4 separate regions of the Mus musculus genome follow, and regions 1, 2 and 4 are each linked to region 3. A link is a contact called in public HiChIP or PLAC-seq, Micro-C and promoter capture Hi-C data. All regions are on one chromosome and are shown on one strand. The core of a region is the stretch at or near the end of the contact, and the rest is flanking DNA. Distances in the headings are between cores, read along the strand shown. Region 1 holds the start of Zbed4 (zinc finger, BED type containing 4). Region 2 has its middle 3.9 kb from the start of Gm38643. Region 3 holds the start of Mapk11 (mitogen-activated protein kinase 11). Region 4 holds the start of Shank3 (SH3 and multiple ankyrin repeat domains 3).

Region 1 (2,700 bases), core at 7-2,506, 400 kb after region 3:
AAAAAGTTCCCTCTTCCAAAATATGTCTAGGTTTGTGTAAATTGATGAAAACCTATCAGCACACTGAGACTTTGAAACTTCCTAAAGATTCAAAAAAATTTTTAACTAGATCTTCTCATGAAAATAAAAGCCACACAAAAAGTCTATATAAAAATTTATATAGAAAAAAGTTTATATAGATTACAGAAAGCATGCACCAATGTCTTCATGCACAAGCCACTCCCTCAGGGTGTAGAGCCAAACTTGTAGCTTCTCAATTCTGCTTAGCATGGAATTAATTCGTGCCTTGCAACTACGTTTATTCAGAGTACTAAAAAAAAAAAAAAAAAAAAAAAAACTCAAAACTAAAATTTCCCTGGTCTTATTAATTTTTATCACCACGATATAAAGGGGAAAATTTCTTTCTTCCTACCAAGTCACAAGAATGTACTTGCCTTGGCTGACTGGCTTTACGAAGCCAGAAGGCACAAGTGTCCTTTTAAAAACTACACTTAATCTTATCCTAATTAACTTCAAAAACAAATGACTTCCCTTTTTACAAACGCCAGAACCGCGACAGCCGCTCCTCCTGAGGCTCGGCGCTGCAGGGACTTGAAAAGACGCGCTGGAGCCTCGTGAGAACCTCCAGACGGAGAGCGAGGACCCGCAGCCATCCCGGGCAGAAGCGAGTGGGTCGCACCAAAAAGGACAAAAGGAACAAAAAATGACGGCAGGTACTGCGACCGTGAAGACGCTACGGAGCCAAAGCGTTGAGTTAAGTTTCGTTAAGCCTCCGCGGTCAGACCCAGACGCACACGCTTCAAGCTAGGCAGGCACCAAGAAGCGTGACACCGACCCGTGTCACCGCCGTGCCGCCTGCCTGCGCCCCTTCCTGGACACGCGCGCCCACCGGCACCGGCTTGGGGGACGCCACGACGTGGCGGGAGCCCGGCACCTGACGAAAGGTCCCACGGGGCGTCCCGCGGTCGCTCCCCTCCGCGGCCTGGGCCCGCCCGCGGCGCGAGGCGCAGCTGTCAGAGGCCGGGCCGGGCTGGGCCGGGCCGGGCGCAGTCTCGGGACACAGCCTCCACCCGGCCCGCCGCGCACGGACAATGGCGCGGTTCCCCAACCCCTGCGCGGCGCCGGCCGTCGAAGACGCCACTGGAGCGTCCCGCGCGCACTCACCTGAGGCGCCGGCTCCGCGCTGCGCTGCGCGGGCCCGCGGGCTGCGAACAGCGCGACGGGCGCGCCCATTCATTAGCCGCTTTGTCTGCCCCCGCCGCCCCTCCCGCCGCCCCAGCCCCGCCGCCCGCGACGCCGCCGGACGCTGCGCCCCTCCCAGGGCCCCGCGCGGGTCGGGGGCGGGGCCCGGGGCGGGGCTGTCGTGCGCAAGCGCAGTCCGTGCGCACCTGCCCCGCCTTGGGGGGGGATGCCTAGAGTACGGCTGGATGGGCCCCGGCTAGGCAAACGGGGCGGAGCTACGAAGACTACGCAGGCGCAGTTTCCCCTCGCCCCATCTCCGGAGGTCAGGTTACTCCGGCGCAGTCTCACACACACGAGGTCTGGTCGCTGGCCTCCTCCGTCAAACTACGCAAGCGCGGTCTGGCGCACCTGCCCTGTCGGGCGTTCGGTCCGAAGACTACGCAGGCGCAGTCGCCACGGCGGTTGGTTGGAATTGCTGCGCGTTTGAGAAGCGCGCGTTCTCAGTGGTTTCTTCTTAGGGCTTGGCCGTTAGGGTGGTCCTGCGCTCTCAACGGCTGGCCGCGGAGCTTCCGGGCTTGTGGTCAAGGCGGGCGCCTTCTCCGGGGGCGTTGCGCGCAACCACTTTCAGTAGCCCTTGGGTGGAGGCTAGACACAGCAGGTGCTAGCTGCTCAGGGCCTGGGGCCATGTTTGGGTAAAAGAAATAAGGAGCTGAACATTGAACGCCCCAGTTCAGATGCCTGTGCGGACCATGTAATTTCTGCAGGTGGAATTTATCCCAGAGGTCCTTCTCTGATGACACTTTAGACCACAGCTTGTTCTCTTATGCGGGAGTTCTGTCCTACGCCCATCTCCTGTTCTGCGTGTTTAGGAGTTTCCTTCTGTGATTGAGGTGGTGGTGGTGCGGTCGGGGGAGGCGTCGAGTGCTGATGTCACACCTTGCTTACCCTGATTCACCATCACTGGTCAATGGACATGGTTTGGGATTCTGTGTCTTTAAGTTCAAGGGAAGGTGGTTGGGCTGCCAGTGCACTGCTGGTGGAAGTCATCATTGGTGTGGAACCCTGAGCCTGGCTTCTGTCTTCTTCGCCTTCCATTCAGGGAAGCTGATGTTTGTGGTGGAGGTGGTGGCTCCATATGAGACTCAATGGGGAACAGCAGAAAGACCTGGGTGGAGGTCCTCAGCTAGCAGGTTCCCGTAGGGTACAGAAGTTTTTTCCCAGTAACCTTCCTCTCCTTGTTATGCCCCTCGTACCCTACACCCCAGAGGAAAGAGAACATCTGCCTTCATGAAGGATTTCCGAAGCCCCAGGAGAACTGTTGAGACATGGGTTCTTGAGCTATAGAGCTAAGGGGTAGCGCCTAGAACAAGTAAAGTAGCTAGGAGAGAGTTTGAGCTTTAGCTTAGGATGTCTCAGCCCAGCCGGAAAGTCTTGACGAGCTTCCATTTGTTTATACAGAAGCACCTGCACAAACTCTTCACCTGGAGATGGCCCCTCTGTGCTCCTAGCCCTGCACAG
Region 2 (2,888 bases), core at 327-2,826, 270 kb after region 3:
TTAATGTAGCTTTTTTTTTTTTTGAGGGGGAGTTCCCCATTGAGACATGGTCACTCTGTATAGCCTTGTTTGTCCTGGAACTCAATATGTAAAACAGGCTGGTCTCCAATTAACAGTGATCCTCCTGTCTCTGCCTCCCAACTGTCTCTGCCTCCCAAGTGTTAGAATTAATGGTCTGTGCTAACCACACCCTTACCCCACCCCACACACACACACACACACCCCTTGCCCCAGCTTGATGTCACTTTTTTTCAACTCCAAGTTCAGTGAGAGGAAGAGAAGCCAGGAAGAGCCTGGGCCTTTGATTAAAACACCTGGGAGACATCTCAACCCATCGTTGGAACAAAGGGTTCCCGAAGTACAGGCAGGAAGGCCAAGGAATCCGGTCTTGGCACTATGGGAAGCGCTGTTGGGCAAAAACCCCAATGAGGGCTCCTGGGCCCCAACCGCCAGCCCAGAGAGCCAGGTTGGCCAGGCCTGAGCGCAAAGAACCCAAAACAAGGAGTAGTCAGGCTGTGTCCTGGTGCTGACAGGCAAGTGGAGTGAAGACACATCCTGCCAAGTGGAGCTTTGCGAAGATGCCACCTGGTGAGGACTGGGGAGGGTGGAAAGGGCATAGAAACCCGGAGCTTCTGGGAGTCCGGGCTGTAGGGCTAGCAGAAGGCGAGAGTCGGCTCAGTCTTCAGGCAGGATGGAGGACCATGTCCCTGTGAGCCTGCTCCTGGTCTAGCTCCCAGACTCTTCTGGAGTCATCCTGAATCAATACGTCTTCCAATTAGAATTCTGGTTATTTTAATGGTGGTTTTAAACTGCTGCTTATTATGTTGAAAGTTAATAGATTGGAATTGCTTTTTTTCTAAAGCTCTGCCCTGATTCCGTTTAAACATTGCTTTGTAAGGCTGCGGATTGTCTCGTTTGGTGTGAATCCCCGGTCCTCTACCCAGCAAACCGCCCCCGACCCGTGCCACGTAAATGACAGTAAGCATAGTTTTGCGTTTCATTGGCTCCAAGAATGTGTAAGGACAAGACACAGAGATCACGGAGCACATGGAGAGGCGGTGGGGATGTGAGCCGACCCAATGATTGGGCCTAGGAGATGGCAGAGAGGTGGAAGCTGTTCTGAGGCTGCGGGTGGGGCCGCGCATGAGCACAGCACCTGGAGGTTGCAGGGCCACGTGTAGGATGTAAGAACTGGCTTTGAGGAGAAAGGGTGACTCAGCGAGAGTGTAAGCCACTGCGATGTGGGAGAGAGAAGGTAGGCGAGGTACTCCTCGCCTGGATCAAGGTAAAGTGACCTTTAAAAAGGGCATCTGGGATACTCTGGGATGGAGTGAATTAGATCACCTACCTCCCTGTGAAACCATAGTTTCTTGGGCAGGTGCATCCTGGCTCCAAGCAGAAGCGCCCCCCCCCCCCGGGGGACCAGCCAGGAGCTGGCACAAACACATCCCTGGCCCCACACCTCCCAAACGGAGGTCTGGTTTCCACCGTGTCCCTGTCCTCCGGGCCTACTGGAGCAGGTTCACAGTTCCCCTGGGGCTGTAGTGCACAGGTGGGGACCAGCAGCAGCTGCGGGGCGGTTCCTGCGACCTGAGACTCATCCTGGGAGCACAGAGGAGGTGACTGTCGCCAGGGAGCAGACAGGGTTTGGCTCCTGAACCCTCTGGGCCAGGGAAAGGGGTCACATCTGCTATAGGGGGAAGGGCAAAGTCTCCCCTGGGCCTCAAGCTTCGTGATTAAGGAAGGCAGCCAGGAATACAACCTCAGGGCTTGAGGCCAGGTGAAACTTAGAAGTCTGATTTCTGCCTCAAGTTCCCAGGAGCTGAGCATCTGATAACCCCCTGTTGATACCCCACCACCCCAGCTTATTTCACTAGGGAAAGGACCTCCAACTGCAAAGAGCTCACTCAGACACCCAGGGAAGCTGCGGGCTCACCTCTCTTCCTCATTGTTTACTCTGATTCTGATTCTTGATGGGTGACCCCGTGTGTGTGTGACCCCCATGAGGGTTTGCAAGCCTCTGAGCTTGGGCTTCCTGGCGATTCACATCTGGGTTCTCTGGTTTCCATACCTGAAGGAGTTAGGTCTCTTGCATCTGTGTATGTGCAGACCTGTGTCTACTCCCAGCAAGCTCGCCTTGCCTTTCCCTTCAGCCCTTCCTCTCTAGCATGCACTTGCGTGCATGTGTACGGAGGCTAGACCTACATTCCCTCCGTGCTGTTTCCAGACCATCTCTCCTGCTCTGCTGATCTTCGCACCCGTCATTTTCCCTTTCACCCCACATGCTGACGAATAAGGCAGAGTGAGACCTACCACTATCTTTTAAAGACAAGGCCTCACTGTGAATCTCTGACTGGCATAAAACTCACCGTGTAGACCTAGACAAATTTGGCGTGTTCCTTCTGCCTCTGGGTGCCGGGATTGCAGGCTCAACTCCCACCATGGCAGCCTGCTAGCTCAGACCTGGTGTTTGTCTTAGTCAGTGTTCTATTGCTGTGAAGAGACACCATGAGCCAGGCAATTCTTATAAAAGAAAGTGTTTAATTGGGGCTTGCTTAGAGTTTCGGAGGCTTAGTCCATTGTCCTCATGGTGGCATTCAGGCAGACATGGCAGCTGAGAGTTTTACATCCAGAGCAGCAGGCAGCAGGGAGAGAGAGCCTCTGGACCTGGCTTGGGCTTTGAAACATCAAAGCCCTCCCTCAGTGACACACTTCCTCCAACAATGCCACACCTCCTAATCCTTCTCAAGTAGTGCCCTAATGACTAAGCATTCAAATTATAAGTTTTTAAGGTCACTCTTATTCCTACCACTACAATTTTAGTTTTTCTAGTTCTGTTCCTCCCATGTACATTTTAGAATCAGTTTATCTATGTTTTCGCTAAAGAT
Region 3 (2,798 bases), core at 196-2,695:
GATTTACTCTATAGCCCAGGTAAGCCTTGAACTTGCTGTGATCTTCCAGATTTAGCTTCCTAAGCATTCGAATTACAGATGGAAGCCACGACACTCAACCCATAATCAATTTATTGGGAGGAGGAATGGGGGAAAGGAATCAGCTTAGAGACAGAATCTCGATTTAGCTCAGGCTGCCCTGGAACTCAGGATGTAGATCAGGCTGGCCAGGTACTCCAGCATCTCTCTCCTGGTGCTGGGATTAAAGACGTGCACCACCACACTCTGCTCCATGTTTACTTTCAAGTGTGAATAAAAGTAGGGCCTAGGGCAGTGGTTCTCAACTCTCCAATGCTGCAACCCTTTAATACAGTTCCTTATGTTGTGGTGACCTCCAGCCATAAAATTATTTTGTTGTTACTTTGTAACTAATGTTGTTACTGTTATGAATTGTAAATATCTGTGTTTTCTGATGGTCTTAGGTGACACCTGTTAAAAAAAAGAGGTCGTGACCCACAGGTTGAGAACCACTGGCCTAAAGTGGCATGGGTGAGGCCTTACTGGACATGAAAGCATCCACCCTGGACACCAGGAAAAGGGAGATTTCTAGGCTTGGTGACAAACTGAACTATGCCTGCCAGGGTTGGTAGACCTCCTGGGTCGCCTTGTGCTAGTGGCTGGAGAAAGTCAAGGCTGGGGGCGTTTCCCGAGTGTCAGTGAAGAGAGGGCTTCATAAGGAGGAAAAATACCCAGTACTAAAAAGAGGCCCATGTGGGGACCATACTTGTGGCCCCAATCATGGTGCTGCGCTGTCCCTGGTCCTGACTGCCCGCCGGGAGCTTACCTCTTCCAGGAGCTTCTGGGTCGAGGTTAGGGCAACATGGGGAGTAGATGTCGTCTTGTCTCCTGAAGGCTCCGTCACTTACTAAGACCTAGTAAGTCTACTAGGAGGTGAACCATTAACGCCAAACGGGGGCGTCCTCCTCACCCTGGCCACAAGGCGCCTTCCTCAGTGGTGCCCTGAGTTGGCGCCGTGGCGCTGGTTTTTTAACCTAGAGCCTTTACTTCCCCCTCCCCCCACCACTAATGTTTTTTGTTGTTGTTCTGAAAGTATTATCACCACGTGCTCAAGCTCACTTTTGACAATTTCCCTTCATTTCTGAGGAAGGGGACTGGCCTGGGACCCGGGGAAGGGCAGAGGGGGTAGGTAATATGCAGAAGATGAAGGTGGAGGAGTACAAGCAAGAAGTTTCATCGTCACCCCCATGGGAGGGAAGCAGGCTTTTTCCTTTGTCACGGTCTCCGAGGGGCAGGAAGCTGTGCGTCTGTCTCCGGGAACCCTCAACCTCCACCCACCCCACCCCACCCCCGTTTCCCCGCCCTCCGGTCTCCAGGCTGGGGAAATCCGCCGGGCCTCGGCCCCGCCCCGCCGTCCCGCCCTGCTGCGCCGCCGCCCCCCAGCCCCCACCCCGCTTTGCTCAGCGGTGCTGGGCGTGGGGCGCGGGCCGGGTGCTGCGCGCGGGGATCCGGGGCGCTCGCTCCAGCTGCTTCTGTGGATATGTCGGGTCCGCGCGCGGGATTCTACCGGCAAGAGCTGAACAAAACAGTATGGGAGGTGCCGCAGCGGCTGCAGGGCCTACGCCCGGTGGGCTCCGGCGCCTACGGCTCAGTCTGGTAGGGGCCGGCAAGGACCTGGTGGGAGCTGGGCGGGAAAGCGTGTGCGACCCTCCAGCGCGACGTGGGGTTCCCGGCGTGGGGAGGGGCCTCGCCCTGCCTCCGCCCCCGGTCTGCACGCTTCCGATGAATGAATGGGGGGGAGGGGACACGGAGGAAACTTTCCTACTAGATTCCACTCGCTGGCAGGTAGGGGGGGTCTTCTAATGCCCTCTCCCCCCCCCCCATCTCCGATCCCTTTCCTAGTTTTTCCCCAAAAGACTGAATATTGCGGCGTCACAGCTGGCGGGAGAGCAAGTCTCTGGGGCCGCTAAATGGAACAGTCAGCCATCCGGGTTATTTCGGGCAAGGTCTAAGTAGCTGCAGGGTCTAACGTTCCCCTCAGACTAAGTATTTGAAAAGGGGACCCCCAGCGGGGTGAGGAGACCTTTCTAATTTGGAAGACACCAAAATTTTCCTGTGGATCATACCCGCGCCTCCAGATTCCTAGAAGCTCAGCGGCTTGAGCCTAAGCGGACACCTACTCTCTTGTCTACACCCTACCCCAGTTTACCCAACAAAGGATCTCAGAATATAGGTAGGGCTTGGAGACCAGAGATTGCAGTCTCGATCGTGGGCAGCATCCAGGCACCTGGGATTGGAGAACGGCTGTAGATAGCCCTTGTTGACGGGCTGATCAAGGGTGTGGACACTGGTATGTGCCCCACACCGGGAATGGGGGCTGAGTCTCACATCTTGGATCCGGTGCTGTCATCCGAAGCCTCGGTACTGCTACTGCAACCCTATAGAGGCAAACAGTCCTGCTTTACAGGGCCCAGAGTGAGTTGGTCATGGGATCTCGCCCCATGTCTGCAGCCTGTAAACCCACCACTGAGATGGGTAGGCTTGTTCTGCCGACACTCGCTCCTTATTCTTGCTTCTCAGGCTGTACCCCAGCCCTCCACAGTGAGTAGAGACAGGATACACCCACTCCATCACCCATACATACCCAAGGAGTCGGACAGAGGAAGAGATGATGGGACATGTTGTGTCTGGGATGTTCAGGGACTCAGCAAGTGGAGGAGGATAAGGTTACACGAAAATACATTTTAAAAAAATAATACAATAAATTAGAGGGAAGGAGAGCCAGGGAGGACTTGGAGGGG
Region 4 (2,701 bases), core at 8-2,507, 350 kb before region 3:
TCAGAAGACATGGGAGTGAGTGGCAAGAGGAGGCAAATGTGCACACAAGTGACACTGTTCGCACCACATGACCCCTAACGCACTCACTCTTAAACCGCTCGCACCACACACACGCCCCGAGTGCAGTGCATGTGTGGCATGCATGTGCTCATTGTGTGCTGTCCAGATTGCTCGCTGCAAGCGCTCTACACACGGCGCTCACACTGTTTCTCCATGCTTAAGCTGCAACACACCACTTACCACACAGGCAGCTTGCACTTCACCCTGCCCACTGCACTCGAGGTGTACCCACCTCGGTCTCTCAGCACACTGCTCAGGCTGCACACAGCCCCCCACCGCGCCTGTCGCCAACTCCTCCCGGCCTGCCCTTCTACTGCTCCAGCCACGGAGCTCAAAGATCACACCCTGAGCGCTCCATTCCACCCCCACCCCAGTCGGCCCAGCACCTCCAGATAGGGCAGGGGCGTGTCCAGGTTAGGCGGGTAGTCCTGTAAGAGCCGCTCTTCATCCAGGAACTTGCCGGCGCGACCCCGGGAGGGAGGCTGGAATAGCCCGTAGTTGAGCGCGTCTTGAAGGCTATGATTGAGGGCGCAGAGCACACGCTGCTTGGCGGCCCACACGGGCGCGGTTGGGTCCAGACGCAGGCACTTCTGCAGCGGAGCGAGTCGTGAGCCCGGACCTGCGGGCGCAGGGCCCCGCGCCCCGGGCCCCGCTTTGGAGGGCTAGTTGGGGAGCGAGAGCAGGGACCCCGCGCCACCGCGCAGAGGCCGAGGCCCCGCCCCGGGGCTGGGCTTCCAGGGCCCCGCCCCGGCGATGGGGAGGGTCCCGCGGAGGCGGCGGGGGAGGGGCGAGTGGCCACGGCCGGGGGTCCTGGCGCAGGGCGCGCCCGGCGGGGGTCACCGCTAGCGGGCCACACAGGGGTACGGCGAGATCGCAAAGGCTCACCGTTTGTTGCAGGTCCGGGATGCCGACGCGCACGACCACGGCGCTGGCCCCGGGGCCGTCCATCCCGGTGCTAGCGCCCGGGCCCGGACTGTTCCCGGCGGAGAGAGGAGCGCACGGGGACTCCGCGCGGCGCCCTGGCCCCCCCTGACCCCCCGCAAGAGCCCCGCCGACCGCGCTACGCGGGAGGGGGCCGGGGGGGGCCGGGGCCGGGGCCAGCGCGGGGGACAGCGGCTCCGGGGGCTCCGCAGGCGCAGCGGCGGCGGCGACGGCGGCACGGTTTAGCTGCATCGGCCCCGGCTTCGAGCGGCGCCTGCCTTCCCCGGGGGCGGGGGCGGCGGGGGGAGGGGGCCCGAGCCCGGAGCGGAGCGGAGGCGGGGAGGGGGCCGCGCCGGAGGCGGGGATGGGAAGCCCGGGGCCGGGAAACTGGGGTCCCCCGCGGGGTCGGGGCGGCGTGGGCGTGTGGTGCAGAGGGCGGGGGCCGGGGGCCCGCGCCGAAGAGGGGGGGGGTTGGCTGTCGAGGGGGAGTGGCTGACACAGCGGGGGGATGGCACGCCGCGCTTCCGCTGCAGGCGAGCGTCGCAGACCACCGTACTGGGGTGACGGAGGGTTCTAGAGCTGGGTGGGGAACGCGTCGGGGCAAGAGGACCCACAGGCCGACTGAGAGGGAGAGACAAGCAGGAAAATTGGTGACCCGGGGTGGAAATCTCCCCAGTCTGCCGACCCCACTCCAGACCCCAAGGAGGTGGTGGGGTCACCCGAGCACGGTGCTGGGTGGGAGTCGGAGGGCTGCAAACCCCAGGCGCGAGCAGGGCGGAGCTGCAGTCCACGGGAGCTCCCCCCAGACCAACCCTTCTAACCGCGCCCAGGGTGTTCCTCTCGGCCCCCACCACAACCGAGTTTGGGGAGTCTGTCCGGACTCTGCGGGCCTCCCGCACCTTGGGTAGCCCAACCTTGCAGCTGGTCGCCCCCTCCCCGTCACCTTAGCGACAGCAGGCTGGGGGCGCGACCTACGAGGAAAGGCTTAGGGGAGGGGGCGCCACTAGTCTCCACCTGCGGCGGGGAACTGAATTTTAGTTTCACACGTTGTCGTGGCAACGCGGGAGGGGGTGACGAGTGGGCGGGGAGGGGAGCGCTGCGAGTGAACCAACTCAGGCGCCGCCCGCGTGGCGTGCCAGCCTTAGCCCGGCGCTGCCTCGGAAGTGCCCAACGCACGGGGGCCTAGCTCCCAAGGCCCAGAAAGGTGTAGCCCCTGAATGGATGAATTGCCCTACTCGGTAGTGTCTACTGCCTTCCACTGCACTCTCCCGCATACCTAGACTTACACCTCACCCCCTAAAGGCCCCAGAGAGCCACTCATCGGTGGCGGCACAAACTGGACAGCTTTTGTGGAGCAGCCTGGCCGGGAACTCTGCCAGTGGCAGAAAGCATCCCCTTAGCCACAGCCTCTCCTACCTTCTCCGTGAGCAACCCTGGATCGCCCACAAAACTGGCTATTCCTGCGCATCCCAGGAATAACCCTGGACTACCCTGGTCCTATACACGATAGAGCCTCCCCAGATCCCACCCCCTGACCACCTGGGTCACCTCAGAAATGCCCTCACCCCACACAGAACAGTGATTGGCTTAGACTGCCCCCCCCCAGAACAGCCTGCACTCCCCCACGGATCCTCCACTTTCCCAAAATGTTTCATGACTCCATATAGGGCTCTCTGACCAATCGCAACCACACAGCATTGTCCTCCATGGACCACCTGGC

Evidence for each region. Hi-C and Micro-C count contacts between places; a contact is called where the count stands out from the background. HiChIP or PLAC-seq counts read pairs in DNA pulled down with a chosen protein or histone mark. Capture Hi-C pulls out chosen DNA fragments and counts their contacts.
Region 1: a contact with region 3 is called in a promoter capture Hi-C map of liver. The contact joins the promoter of Zbed4 here to the promoter of Mapk11 in region 3. A contact is called at or near these places in 3 of 39 promoter capture datasets (3T3-L1-derived adipocytes and liver), 1 of 115 datasets of contacts at active chromatin or transcription factors (pancreatic cancer cells) and 1 of 9 other capture datasets (liver).
Region 2: a contact with region 3 is called in an H3K27ac HiChIP or PLAC-seq map of embryonic stem cells, with 2.4 times the contacts expected there. The contact joins the enhancer-like site here to the promoter of Mapk11 in region 3. A contact is called at or near these places in 2 of 39 promoter capture datasets (liver and neural stem cells), 1 of 484 Hi-C or Micro-C datasets (embryonic stem cells), 6 of 115 datasets of contacts at active chromatin or transcription factors (embryonic stem cells, epiblast stem cells and pancreatic cancer cells) and 2 of 9 other capture datasets (adipose tissue and pancreatic islet).
Region 4: a Micro-C map of embryonic stem cells shows a contact between it and region 3, with 4 times the contacts expected there. The contact joins the promoter of Shank3 here to the promoter of Mapk11 in region 3. A contact is called at or near these places in 1 of 484 Hi-C or Micro-C datasets (embryonic stem cells), 1 of 115 datasets of contacts at active chromatin or transcription factors (pancreatic cancer cells) and 2 of 9 other capture datasets (adipose tissue and liver).

What each region holds. Positions count from the first base shown.
Region 1 is chr15:88,750,267-88,752,966 of GRCm38.p6, reverse strand. Zbed4 (zinc finger, BED type containing 4) reads right to left here and starts at 1,256. Exons shown (of 3, transcript NM_181412.3): 1 at 1,165-1,256.
Region 2 is chr15:88,880,134-88,883,021 of GRCm38.p6, reverse strand. No RefSeq gene overlaps it. Among named protein-coding and RNA genes, the nearest start is that of Gm38643, 3.9 kb to the left of the region's middle. Within about 2 kb of position 1,576, at least 10 of the 459 cell types and tissues checked have an H3K27ac peak or open chromatin away from gene starts, as enhancers often do. A contact at or near this core is called in embryonic stem cells, where this site is marked.
Region 3 is chr15:89,148,253-89,151,050 of GRCm38.p6, reverse strand. It overlaps Mapk11 (mitogen-activated protein kinase 11), which reads left to right and starts at 1,445. Exons shown (of 12, transcript NM_011161.5): 1 at 1,445-1,653. The coding sequence starts at 1,538.
Region 4 is chr15:89,498,164-89,500,864 of GRCm38.p6, reverse strand. It overlaps Shank3 (SH3 and multiple ankyrin repeat domains 3), which reads right to left and starts at 1,257. Exons shown (of 22, transcript NM_021423.4): 1 at 946-1,257; 2 at 447-650. The coding sequence starts at 1,233.